2 separate regions of the Mus musculus genome follow, and region 1 is linked to region 2. The links are chromatin contacts, called in public HiChIP or PLAC-seq maps. All regions are on one chromosome and are shown on one strand. Each heading gives the region's core, a stretch centred on a gene start, on an enhancer-like site or on the middle of the called end of the contact. The rest is flanking DNA. Distances are from core to core; before and after follow the strand shown. Region 1 holds the start of 6030440G07Rik (RIKEN cDNA 6030440G07 gene). Region 2 overlaps Tecpr2 (tectonin beta-propeller repeat containing 2).

Region 1 (5,516 bases), core at 2,316-4,815, 92 kb after region 2:
ATGCTGGCCTTAACTGCATGATCTGATCCTCCTGCTTCAGTCTGTCTGAATGCTGGGAGGACAGACACTTATATAACACTACTCACTTCATTGGCTCAGTGTCCGTTCAATGGGCGACTCCCAGGAAGTGTGCCGGCTGGCCTTCGAAGGTTTGGGAACGCAGTGGGTTCTGCCTGCTGCTTAGACTGAGCCCCTCAGAGACCCTGTTCTCTGCCTCTCCCGCATGCAGATGGTGATGGTGTTCAGACTACTCCACCTTCAGTCCTATCAATCTGTTGAGTGCCCTCTTGTAATAATACATGTAATATACACTTAGATATAAATACAATTAGGTATAATATATTAAATATAACATGTTCTACTGGTCCTGTTCTTCTAGAGACCCCCTAATATGCCTGCCACAACCAAAGTCAGATGTGACCCCCCTTTTTCTCCAAGTCGTCCCCACCCCACTTTTCAAACCAAAACCTCCACCTCAGCTCCCTAGAACCTTAGCCTTCGGGCTTCAGGTCCTTTGCAGGTGCAATTCCCTCTGCCTGGTGTTCTCTTCTCCAGATGTGAGCATGGCTTCACCTCTGGAGTGACTTGGCAAAAGGATTACAATACACTTCCCATCCCCCGCCCCGCCCCGCCCCGCCCCGGCGCACCACCACCCTCTAATCCCAAGCACCCTGCCTAGGAGGTCAGCCCAGAGGGTGGGGCCTGCCTGTCCAGTCATGAGGATTGAAATTGTCCCATAAATATGGATGACTAAGTGGTTGAGAGTTAATCGTGGAGGTGGGTGGCGCTGACGCTGAGGTGCTAGGAGCAGGTGGAGAGGGAACAGGAAATGGGTAAGGGGGTATGAGAGCAGGGCTGGAAGCCGGATGTGGTGATGCCTCCCTCTTAGGCTGTGTCAGAATGGCCGACAGAGGGCGCAGCCTGGCATCTGGGAACAGAAACAGCAGTGGCCCAGCCCGGACCTACCAGGCTCCTACCAGGAGAGACTAACCAGTGAGCTCCCGTTGTCCTGGGGGCCAGGAAGTTGGTAGGATCAGGAAGGCTGGGAGCAGAAAGCCAGTTCACCCCTTGACCTTCCCAGCACCTGGCCCTGGATTCCTGTGGGGCTCTGTGACTTTGACAGCATTGCTGGCTTAAGAGCTCAGCTTCCCTCAGGAGCCAGTCCCACCCCTCTGGGCTGTGAACGGCAGCCGGGGCTCAGAGCCGGCTTTGCTCGTATAGCCTCCGCGTCTTTAGTGCGACCTATCTTATTTACATAGTGCCATTCCAGCGGCCAGTTCGAAGAGTGATGGGAGCAGGCAGTGAAGTAAAGCAGGATAAACTGAGCCGGGGCGGGGTCAGGTCTAGCCCAGGTCATACAATTCAGACTAGTCCTAATGATACAGCGACCCCTGCTTGTCAGGCTGGAGTGGGGAGTAGCATTGCTTTGCAGTCGCCCAAAACCCAAGCGGCCCGCATCCTTCCGTCTTCGCTTTCTCGCGTGATCCAAGAAGACGTGAGGCAAGGGCGCAGGGCAGGGAGTGGAGTCCAGTAGGTCAATCCGACCCGCGGGGCCAAGGAGAGCGTGCAGGGGGCCGCATTGTCCCGGAGCTCTGGCTGGGACAAGAGGGCGAGGCATGGTATCCATGTCTGTGCAGCGGAGCAGCGGCCAGCACTGCCCCCTAGCGGTAGAGGGAGGAACCACGGAGTCTCTAGGATGTGTCTCCCGGTAGGGTGCCAGGACCTGGCAGCCGGGGCTCCAGGACTCCTCTGGGTCTGCGAGTTCGGGACCCACCATTGACACTGCTCCCAACTCCTCCAGCCATGTACCCCCCCCCCAAGGCTCCTTCCTACGGAAATTTGCCGCCTGCACTCGAACCAGCCCCTGTCCTGGCCACCTCAGCCACCGAGGCCCCTCAACATCCTGCTAGACGCTGGCTTTCCTTTCCTCCATGACCCTTTCCTCTCATAGCATGGTGCATCCTGCCAATCCCTTTAGGTTCCCACAGGGTCCCAGGCTTTGAGTTGTGTGACACCCACGTTTACAAGGCTTCAAGGTGACAGCTGTGTCGACATGGCGACACGCCATTTCACCCTACCGACCTAGAAACACACTGGCCTGTGTCTGCACAGTGCCCTCTGCCTGAGGCAAAGGTGGCCCAAGTCCAGCAGCCCTCTGCACCTCTCGCTCCAGTCAGAGCCGGCCATGTTCTCCATCTGGAATGCTGTCCTCCCAGCCTAGCTTGCTCACCAAGCACGGTAACTATGCCTCCAGGGATCTTCCCTGGGCCCCTCGGGCTCCGGCCTGTCCTTCCCCAGGTGCACGTTTATGAGGCTCCTGGGCGCCTGCAGGGCTGAGGGCTGAACACAGGAAGATGAACTGAACACAGAACAACCTAAGAAGAGGGCTTCCTAGCACCCGGGGGGCAGCAAGGAACCCCAATGACACAGCAATGCAGTACAGAAGGTGTTCACCTCTGGCTAGAGGAAATGACAAGGTTCTTGGGAAAGCTACCTCCCAGAGGCTGCAGAGCAGGAAGAAACAGTCTGGGAGGGGCTCCCCGGCTGGAAAAGGGATTTGGGCAAACTGTCATCCTTTCTGGACTTTAATCCCAGCACCGGGGAGGCAGACAGGCCTGGTTTACATAGAGAGTTCTAGGCCAGCCAGAGATACACAGTAACACCATGTCTCAAAAACAAACAAATGGGCTGAACTCCACCAGGTCTGGTGGCTCCCACCTGTAATCCCCATACTCAGGAAGCTGAAGCAGGGGAGTTTCTGTGAGTTCAAGTGCAACCTGGCTACACAGTGAAACCCTATCTCACAAAACAAAAACAGAGCTGGAGAGATGGCTCACCGGTTAAGAGCACTGACTGCTCTTCCAGAGTGTGTCACTGTGGGTGTGGGGTTTAAGACTGCCTGGAAGCCAGTATTCTGCTAGCAGCCTTCAGATGAAGATGTAGAACTCTCAGCTTCTCCTGCACCATGCCTGCCTGGATGCTGCTATGGTCCCGCTATGATGAAAATGGACTGATCCTCTGAACCTGTAAAGCCCCAATAAAATGTTGTCCTTATAAGAGTTGCCTTGGCCAGGCAGTGGTGGCGCATGCCTTTTATCCCAGCACTTGGGAGGCAGAGGCAGGCAAATTTCTGAGTTCAAGGCCAGCCTGGTCTACAAACAAAGTGAGTTCCAGGACAGCCAGGGCTATACAGAGAAACCCTGTGTTGAAAAACAAAACAAAATAAAAAAAAAAACCAAAACAAAACAAAAAAAGAGTTGCCTTGGTCATGGTGTCTGTTCACAGCAGTAAAACCCTAACTAAAGACACAGAGGTCCTGAGTTCAATTCCCAGCAACCACATGGTGGCTCACAATCATCTATAATGGGATCCGATGCCCTCTTCTGGTGTGTTTGAAGACAGCTACAGTGTAGTCACATACATAAAATATAGTACTGGTTTGGGAGGGAAAGGAGTACGGTGGGAGAAAGGTTTGCATATTAAGTGACCCCGAGAGGCAGGAGACTCCCTGGGTGTTCTGTCACTGCTGGATAAGAACCAGTCCTGCAGGGTGGCTTAGAAGCCCAGTCTCTGTAACCTCTCACGGCTCCCGGATGGTCCTGCAGTCCTGCTTCCTGCGCTTACACAGCTGCAATCATCTGGAGGCTCAATAGGTGAAAAGTCCCGAGAGGCTTCATCGGCTGATTCTGGATAATGACAGGGCTCAGCTGGCTGCTTCCTAGTCTGCTGGGGCTCTTGCCCTAAGTAGGGCCTTTGGCTCCCCTCTGCAAGGCTTCTTACCACACTAGCCTGGGCTCCCTTACAGCATGGCAGTCTGGTTGCATCAATCACATCTGTGGGTGAAGGATGAAGCATGAAGAAGACAGCTGTGTTAGGTAAGGGTCTCTCAGAAATGGCTGTGGTGATTTTCAGGCTGAGCTGGAGGAGCTGTGCAAAGGTGAATCAAGGCAGAGAGTGGAAGCCGCTACTGCCAACAGTCTCAACTGAGACGACCTGACAGGAGTGTGAGAAGGGGGCGGAGCCGTGAGAGAGGGGCAAGAGCCTTGCAAGAAGGGGCGGGGCCATGCGAGAAGGGGGCGGGGCAGGCAAGTGGGTCGGTGGGCAGTGCCCGGTATGCATGCGGGTGTGTGGGTCTTGTGGCCTGAACATTAAAGATGAACTTTTGCCAGGTGCAACACGTAATACAACATTGTATGTGGTGGGTGTGCCAGCTAGGTGCCAAGACGACATGTCCTTAGACGATAGGCAGAGACAAACATTCTGCCCTCCTGGACTGCCACATGACTATGGAAATGAAGGAAAACATCACTAAGTTGGGCTGGTTTCAGAGACCTTTACTTCTAGCACACTTGGGAGACAGAAACAAGTTCATCTCTGTGAGTTCAAGGCCAGCTTGGTCTGCAGAGAGAGTTCCAGGCCTCCGGGGCTACACAGTGAGATCCTGTCCCAAAAAAAAAAAAAAAAAAAAAAAAAAAAAGTGTGTGTGGTGGGGATGGACTGTCGTTCTTGCAGAGGACCCGCTTCAATTCCTAGAACCTAATGATGGCTTGCAACTATCTGTAAACTATCTATAGCTCAGTTCCAGGGAACCTAACACCCTTTGTTTGGCTTCTGTGGGCATCAGGCATGCACAATACATGCATGAAAGCTTATAACACACATAAAATAAAATAAATATGTACAAAAAGAAATTTTTAAAAAAAAGAAAAATTTCTGAAAATAAAAATAAATCTTCAAAAAAAAAAAAAAATACATCCTTACGAGCCAAGCTCAGGGGACGAGCCTGTAATCCAGTGCCCACATCAAGCAGCTTCCAACTGCTTTAACTCCAGCCTCGGGATTCCTACGCCTCTGGTCTCAGAGGCACTGCTCAGGGACACAGACACAGGCATGCACATACTTTACAATAAATTCATTAAAAGGATGCAAAATGAGAGAAAGACTTCCTAAGTATGAGGAAGAAAAGACCAGACAAGGCAGAACTGCTAGGGCGCAGGGAGAAGATGAAATGGAGATGGCGGAGCCAATCAAGAATGACGGTGAACAGCCAGTCATGGTGTGGGCAGAGTAGCCCAGAAATAAGGAAGCTGAGGCTGGAGGATTACCTTGGGTTGGAAGCCAGATTAGACCCCTAAGGGAGACTCTATCACAATAAATAAATAAAATTTTAAAAATAAAAGTAATAAAGCCAGGCGTGGTGGTGCACGCCTTTAATTCCAGCACTTGGGAGGCAGAGGCAGGCAGATTTCTGAGTTCAAGGCCAGCCTGGGCTACAAAGTGAGTTCCAGGACAGTCAGGGCTATACAGAGAGACCCTGTCTTGAAAAAAAAAAAAAGTAATAAAGGGCTGGAGAGATGGCTCAGTGGTTAAGAGCACTGGCTGTTCTTCCAGAGGACCAGGGCTCAATTCCCAGCACCCACATGGCAGCTCACACCTGTCTGTAACTCCAGTTCCAGGGCTTCCGACAGCCTCGCCAACACACATGCAGGTAAACACACCAATGAACATACAATAAA
Region 2 (6,050 bases), core at 53-2,552:
CCTTCATGTGTACCTCGCTAGCACTGTGCCTACTGAGCTACATACCCAGCCCTCATCTCCCTCCCCACATTTGGTTTTTCCAGACAGGGTCTCTCTGTGTAGCTGTGACTGTCCTAGAACTCACTCTGTAGACCAGGCTGGCTTCAAACTCAGGGATCTGCCCTCCTCACCTCCCAAGTGCTGGGAGTAAAGGCGTGCACCACCACTGCCCAACCCCACATTTGTTTTTCATGGAAATTAACTAATTGATTTTAAAATGTAGATGAAATTATAATGACTAAAATAGTGTATAAGTGCAAAAGAGCCACCTAGGAGACAGTGACCTCCTGGGAAACAAACTTATAAAGCTTCAGTTATGAAGTTATGTGACATTAGCACAAACAGGGACAGATACACAGATAACTTGCACAGGACTGAGAGGGGAGACAACTATAGTGTATTTGGGCGCTAGAGTAGTTGTAGAGCTATATAGGCTGATGATCACGTGTGTGGAATGTTTGAGACCAGAATTGGTTCCAGTTTTTGGGTTTTTGGATTTTGGACTATTTGCATGGATTTTACTGTTTGAGTGTCCTCAATCTAAAAATCCCAAGCCTGAACTACTCTAAAACCTGTTGGACATCATGTTGGCTTTTGGACTAGGCTGGGGTTGGGGCTGGCCAAGCTATGCTACATGATATTTTCCAATACATGGGCTGCAACAATTGGTAAGAACATAGATGGGAAATGAAGCAGGATCCTGCTTCACTGCACGTGGTGGTTTTGTCAACACTTTAGATATTAGGGTATGGGGTGACTGGGTGCTCCAAAGCACTTGCCTGTCTTGTAAGAGTTAGCCCCTGGCAAGGTATGAGGATTATTTCCTGTCACTTGACAGCTAATGCTAATCCTGGCAGCCTAGGTGTCCATCTTCCTGAGTCGTTGCTTTACTCAGTTCTGTCTATGCCTGTGTTCCCTCCTTCTGCCCAGGCATCATACCTTCTTCCATTTTGCAGTGGAGAGTTAAGAAAGTTTTTAAAGGCCGGGCGGTGGTGTCGCACGCCTTTAATCCCAGCACTTGGGAGGCAGAAGCAGGTAGATTTCTGAGTTCAAGGCCAGCCTGGTCTACAAAGTGAGTTCCAGGACAGCCAGGGCTACACAGAGAAACCCTGTTTCGAAAAAAAAAAAAGAAGTGATTCTTATCTTATTTGGCCTTCTTAACCATTTCAGAATAGTTTGCATTTACTGCTGAAGTTTGTTGAGCTTTGGCTCATCACAAGAAGCTTATAATGAAAGCTTTGTCCAGCTTCACGGTTGCCAAGAGCCAGCTCACAAAGAGCACTTTCTCCTGATGTGGTTTTGTCTGTGTATAAAGGAAAAGCAGCCTGCCAAGGTGCCTGAGAAGATGGGTGGTGCCAGCCTAATGCTTTGGTGTGGGTCCAGAAAACCAGTCCAGGTACCTTTTAAATAGAATCGTCCTTAACAATTTTGTTTCGTTTTGAGACAAGGTCTCACTCTGTTGTTCAGGCTAGCTTTGCTTTCATGGCTGTCTTGGCTCAGCCTCTGGAGTACTGGGATTACCAATTTGAACATTCTCACCAGGCTTAACACTTTTGATTACTAGATTTCTGTTTCAGGAGGTTTTGTTGCTAGCCAGAGGACAGCAATATGTGGTGCAGGAAGTTAGGAATGAGGGAAACAGGAGATGGCCAGAGTCATCTTAAAGAAACAGTGAGCTGGGCAGTGATAGCGCAGGCCTTTAATCCCAACATTCAAGAGACAGAGGCAGGTAAATCTCTGTGTGTTTGAGGACAGCCTGGTCTACAGATTGAGTTCCAGGACAGCCAGAGCTACACAGAGAAACCCTGTCTCTAGACAAGACAAAATGAAATGGCAAGTCTGTTTGATGACTAAGGCTGCCAACCTGAGTTCTTTCTGGAGGTTCCACATAGTGGAAGGAGAGATCTTGCTCCTGCAAGTTATCTGTCCTCTGACCTGCACATAGCGTGTACAGTGTGTGTGCACACACATCCCAAATAAATAAATAATGCAAAATAAAATAAGCAGAAGATGTCTCCCAGGCCAGACTGAGAAAGGACTGCTTTTATACCAGAAAAGAGAATGTGACAGAAGGAAGGGAATCATTTGCTATGTCGCTTGGGTAATGGAGAGACCATGTGCTGTGTCCATGGATGGATTGCTTTGTTGGAGGTCTGTGCTGCAAGCAGCTCTTGTTCTGGGACTGTTCTGGTCTGATGTGGGGAGGGATGACCATGACCGTATGTGGCTGATAATCTTGGGATGTGTTCTAGTTTGAAGTGAAGTATTGTTGAAAAAGTAGGGAAAGAGGGTTACCACCAAATCTGATATAGGATGGCGCTAGCTAAGAAGTAGGTTGATGGCATAAGTGCTGTCTGAATACAGATTAATAGTCCTTTTAGGTATGTTAGGATCAGGAAGGTGGCATACGGTTCTTTAAATTGGGTAGATTTATCTGTGAGGGAAAAATATGGGTCTCAAGAGAATAGTCAAGGAGGGAGCCATCTAAAGAGTGGTATCGTTGTCAGCAGTTTATCCTTGGGGTAGTGGTTGTCTGTCTGTCCTGGGAAGCCAATGAGATTATTAGCAAAAGAGGCATGGTTTCTCAGGAGCCACTGGATGTCTGCGAGAGCAAAAGGTAAAATAATTACATTAGATTATTTACTTATAATTTATAAGGTGCACTCTCTTCCTGTCCTTATCATGGTAAATAAAGGGCTGACCTCAGTTAGTAGTGGAGGTGCTCCCCCTATTGGTGCATGGAGCCTTTCTAGAATCCCCTAAGGTTGATATAAGGCTCCAACTACTTTGAGGAAAGAATTGAATATAAGGATCTGGATTGGCTTAATAGACCAAAGGGTCTCCTTGGCTGCTGCTGTCAGAGAGCGAAGAGAGAAGAGGTCTTTGTGACCCTTAAGCAAATCAAATAAAGGCTATAATTGGCTGGTTGGTATGGGGAGCCGAGGTCTAAGCCAATTAATATTGCCTAAAAAGCTTTGAAGGGTATTTAGAGTTAGTAGATTGGGGAAGTCAATGACAGATTTAGCTGGCTGGACTAAGGTTAGTGTGATTTCTGTCCCTAGGAATGTGATGGGAGGATGAGTTGGATCTTATCTTATCATTCTGTTAGAGCTCTTTGGGCCTGTTGTTTAAAATTTTCTAGGGTTAATTTTTGATCTTGCTTTTTATCTTGCCATATTAATAGGTCATCCATGTGATATATACAGAGACCTGATGTAATAAAGAGTTTTAGTGTGTGAGTTACAGGTTCCTGGCAAATGGTGGGACTGTTAGCTATGACTTGAGGGAGTGCCCTCCACTCAACCCTGTCAGCTGGTCCTGAACTATTGACTTTAGGAACTGAGAAGGCAAAGTTTTTGCATTCTTATTCATGGAGTGGTATTGAGAAGAAGCGATCTCTAATGTCTGAAGTTAATAGCAGGGCATTTATAGGTATAATAGAGGCAAAGGAAAGAAAGACGCCTCCAGGTCCTGGTCTTCTCTTTTATTACAAAAGCCAGGGTATTCCAGGGGCTTCTAGAGAGACAAATGTGCTCCATGTCTAACTGGTGCTTAACTAATTTAAAAACTGTTAGGGCTGGTGAGATGGCTCAGTGGGTAAGAGCACCCGACTGCTCTTCCGAAGGTCCGGAGTTCAAATCCCAGCAACCACATGGTGGCTCACAACCATCCGTAATGAGATCTGACTCCCTCTTCTGGAGTGTCTGAAGACAGCTACAGTGTACTTACATATAATAAATAAATAAATCTTTTTTTAAAAATTGTTAATTTCTCCCTGTTTAATGGCCATTGTTCCACCCAGACAGGCTCTTCTGTGAGCCATTCTAGGCAGGGAGTAAGTTATTCAACTGCGGCCCTTACAATTGGGGGTTCTTTTGATCTTGATATTTTTGGTAATTTTCTATTTGGAAGCATTCTCCTCTTCTCCACTAGCAAGGACCACATTTAATTCTAAGATTCATAAGATTCTAAGATATCTCTACCCAGCAGGTTAGTGGCCACATCAGCCACTAGGGGACTAATGGTCTTATAAAAGTCGTGGCTCATAAATGCTTAGGAGAGACCACCTACTCCCATCAGTTGAAGCCCTGCTAGGAGAGTCCAATGAAGGGGAAGCTCGGCTCATCTTAGGATGGTCTTTTCTACCCCTGTGTTTACTAGGCATTTAAAACTTTTATTGTCAATTTTATTGAAAGTTTATTTTCCAGTATATTAGTGACCAGTGGACTTATATCTTCTTCCCTCTTACTGATGGGGCTGAGGGTTACCCCACACGGAGTTTAGAGGTGGCAGGGGGCTTGCCATCTTTGTCATGTTAGGATTTGTCAACCTTTCCCAGTGAATGCCTTTCCTGCAGCAGGGACAGATAGATTTGGGAGGGTTGGGGGCAGTTGAGTCATTTTGGGGGCAATCTCCTTTCCAACGTCCAGTCTCTACACATTTAAAGCATCTTGCATTAGACCATTTTACGGCTATGTCTATGGCATGCCTGCCCATATTCTGGGGTCATTCCTTTCTAAGTAAGGTTGTTTACAAGCATTGCCTTGGCTGCGGGGCTTGTTGTTATCCTGTCTAAACTAAAGAGAGTCTCTTGGCTTTTGTTTTAGGAAAGTCATTGAAAAGGCCTCTCCAGGTCCCATGGACAAGGGGGTTAAATGGTCAGGTGTGGTATAGATATGAGGACACCTGCTCAAAGCAGGTAGCAGGGCTGAATCCCTGTGGAGAAATTACCTTGGCTGAACAATTGGTTATAGTAAAGTAACTATTTATTAACTGAGCGGGGGGTTGTCCTTGTTGTGGCCCTATTTGTTGATTATGATATTTTTTTACCTGAATCTGACATTCATCTCTGAGGGTTTCCCACTATACCGAGGACTAGGGAGAGTAGATCAGCATTTATCTCTCTAGTCTTGGGTGGTTAAAAGGTTGTTAGTGAACCTTTGTAAAATAGATTTGGTTTATGGGACATGAATTGTCTGGATACATGTAGGTTAACCAGAAAAGTCTCTGTGGGTGAAGGTTCAGTATTTTTGGGCCATTGTGGCTGAGGGGGCTAAGGATAATTGTTCCCAGTGTCTTTGAGATTACTGAGCTGCCATGGTGGGGGGTTAAGGATCGGGGAAGGATAGAAGAGAGTTTATCTGGATGTCTTATGGAGCCTTGGTCTTCATTTCTGGGTCTTTGTCCTCTGTAGTCAATGAGGGCTCATAGAGTGAAGAGGAGGGTAAAGGGAAAGGGTGTCCTTGGCTAGGGAGTAACTTCTGTTTAAGTCAGTCAGCTTTTCTTTTTTCTTTTTATTAGATATTTTCTTTATTTACATTTCAAATGTTATCCCCTTTCCTAGTTTCCCCTCCGAAAATCCCCTATCCCCTCCCCCGTACCCCTGCTCCCCAACCCACCCACTCCCATTCCTGGTCCTGGCATTCCCCTATACTGGGGCCTAGAACCTTCACAGGACCAAGGGCCTCTCCTCCCATTGATGACCGGCTAGGCCATCCTCTGCTACATATGCAGCTAGAGCCACAAGTCCCACCATGTGTTTTCTTTGATTGATGGTATAGTTCCAAGGAGCTCTGGGGGTACTGGTTAGTTCTTATTGATGTTCCTCCTATAGGGCTTCAGACCCCTTCAGCTCCCTGGGTATTTCTCTGGCTCCTTCACTGGGGATCCAGTTGGCTTTTCTTTTTACTTTTTCTTTGTTTCTTTTTTTTTTTTTTGGTTTTTTGAGACAGGATTTCTCTGTGTAGCCTTGGCTGTCCTGGAACTCACTCTGTAGACCAGGCTGGCCTCGAACTCAGAAATCCGCCTGCCTCTGCCTCCCAAGTGCTGGGATCAAAGGCGTGTGCCACCACTGCCCAGCTCCAGTTGGCTTTTCTAAAGTGGCTAAATCAGCCACTTGACAAGTCTCAGGGTCGTCGTCTTCATTTGAGTCTTCCTGTATCCTCCTGCATTTCATCCTCTAACAGGTCATCTTAGGTTTTGTGTTTTCCCTATGCATGGCCTGATGGCAG

What was found. HiChIP or PLAC-seq counts read pairs in DNA pulled down with a chosen protein or histone mark.
Region 1: a contact with region 2 is called in an H3K4me3 HiChIP or PLAC-seq map of the SCID.adh cell line, with 10 read pairs. The contact joins the promoter of 6030440G07Rik here to the enhancer-like site in region 2. A contact is called at or near these places in 3 of 15 datasets of contacts at CTCF or cohesin (the NIH/3T3 cell line, large pre-B cells and pro-B cells), 7 of 484 Hi-C or Micro-C datasets (CD8 T cells, the HL-1 cell line, LSK cells and 4 more), 7 of 115 datasets of contacts at active chromatin or transcription factors (the SCID.adh cell line, T-cell acute lymphoblastic leukemia, bone marrow-derived macrophages and 3 more) and 3 of 9 other capture datasets (adipose tissue, liver and pancreatic islet).

What each region holds. Positions count from the first base shown.
Region 1 is chr12:110,990,833-110,996,348 of GRCm38.p6, forward strand. It overlaps 6030440G07Rik (RIKEN cDNA 6030440G07 gene), which reads left to right and starts at 3,566. Exons shown (of 3, transcript NR_036598.1): 1 at 3,566-3,875.
Region 2 is chr12:110,900,964-110,907,013 of GRCm38.p6, forward strand. The region is part of intron 2 of Tecpr2 (tectonin beta-propeller repeat containing 2); the gene reads left to right. Among named protein-coding and RNA genes, the nearest start is that of Tecpr2, 15 kb to the left of the region's middle. Within about 2 kb of position 1,303, at least 37 of the 459 cell types and tissues checked have an H3K27ac peak or open chromatin away from gene starts, as enhancers often do. A contact at or near this core is called in the SCID.adh cell line and uterus, where this site is marked.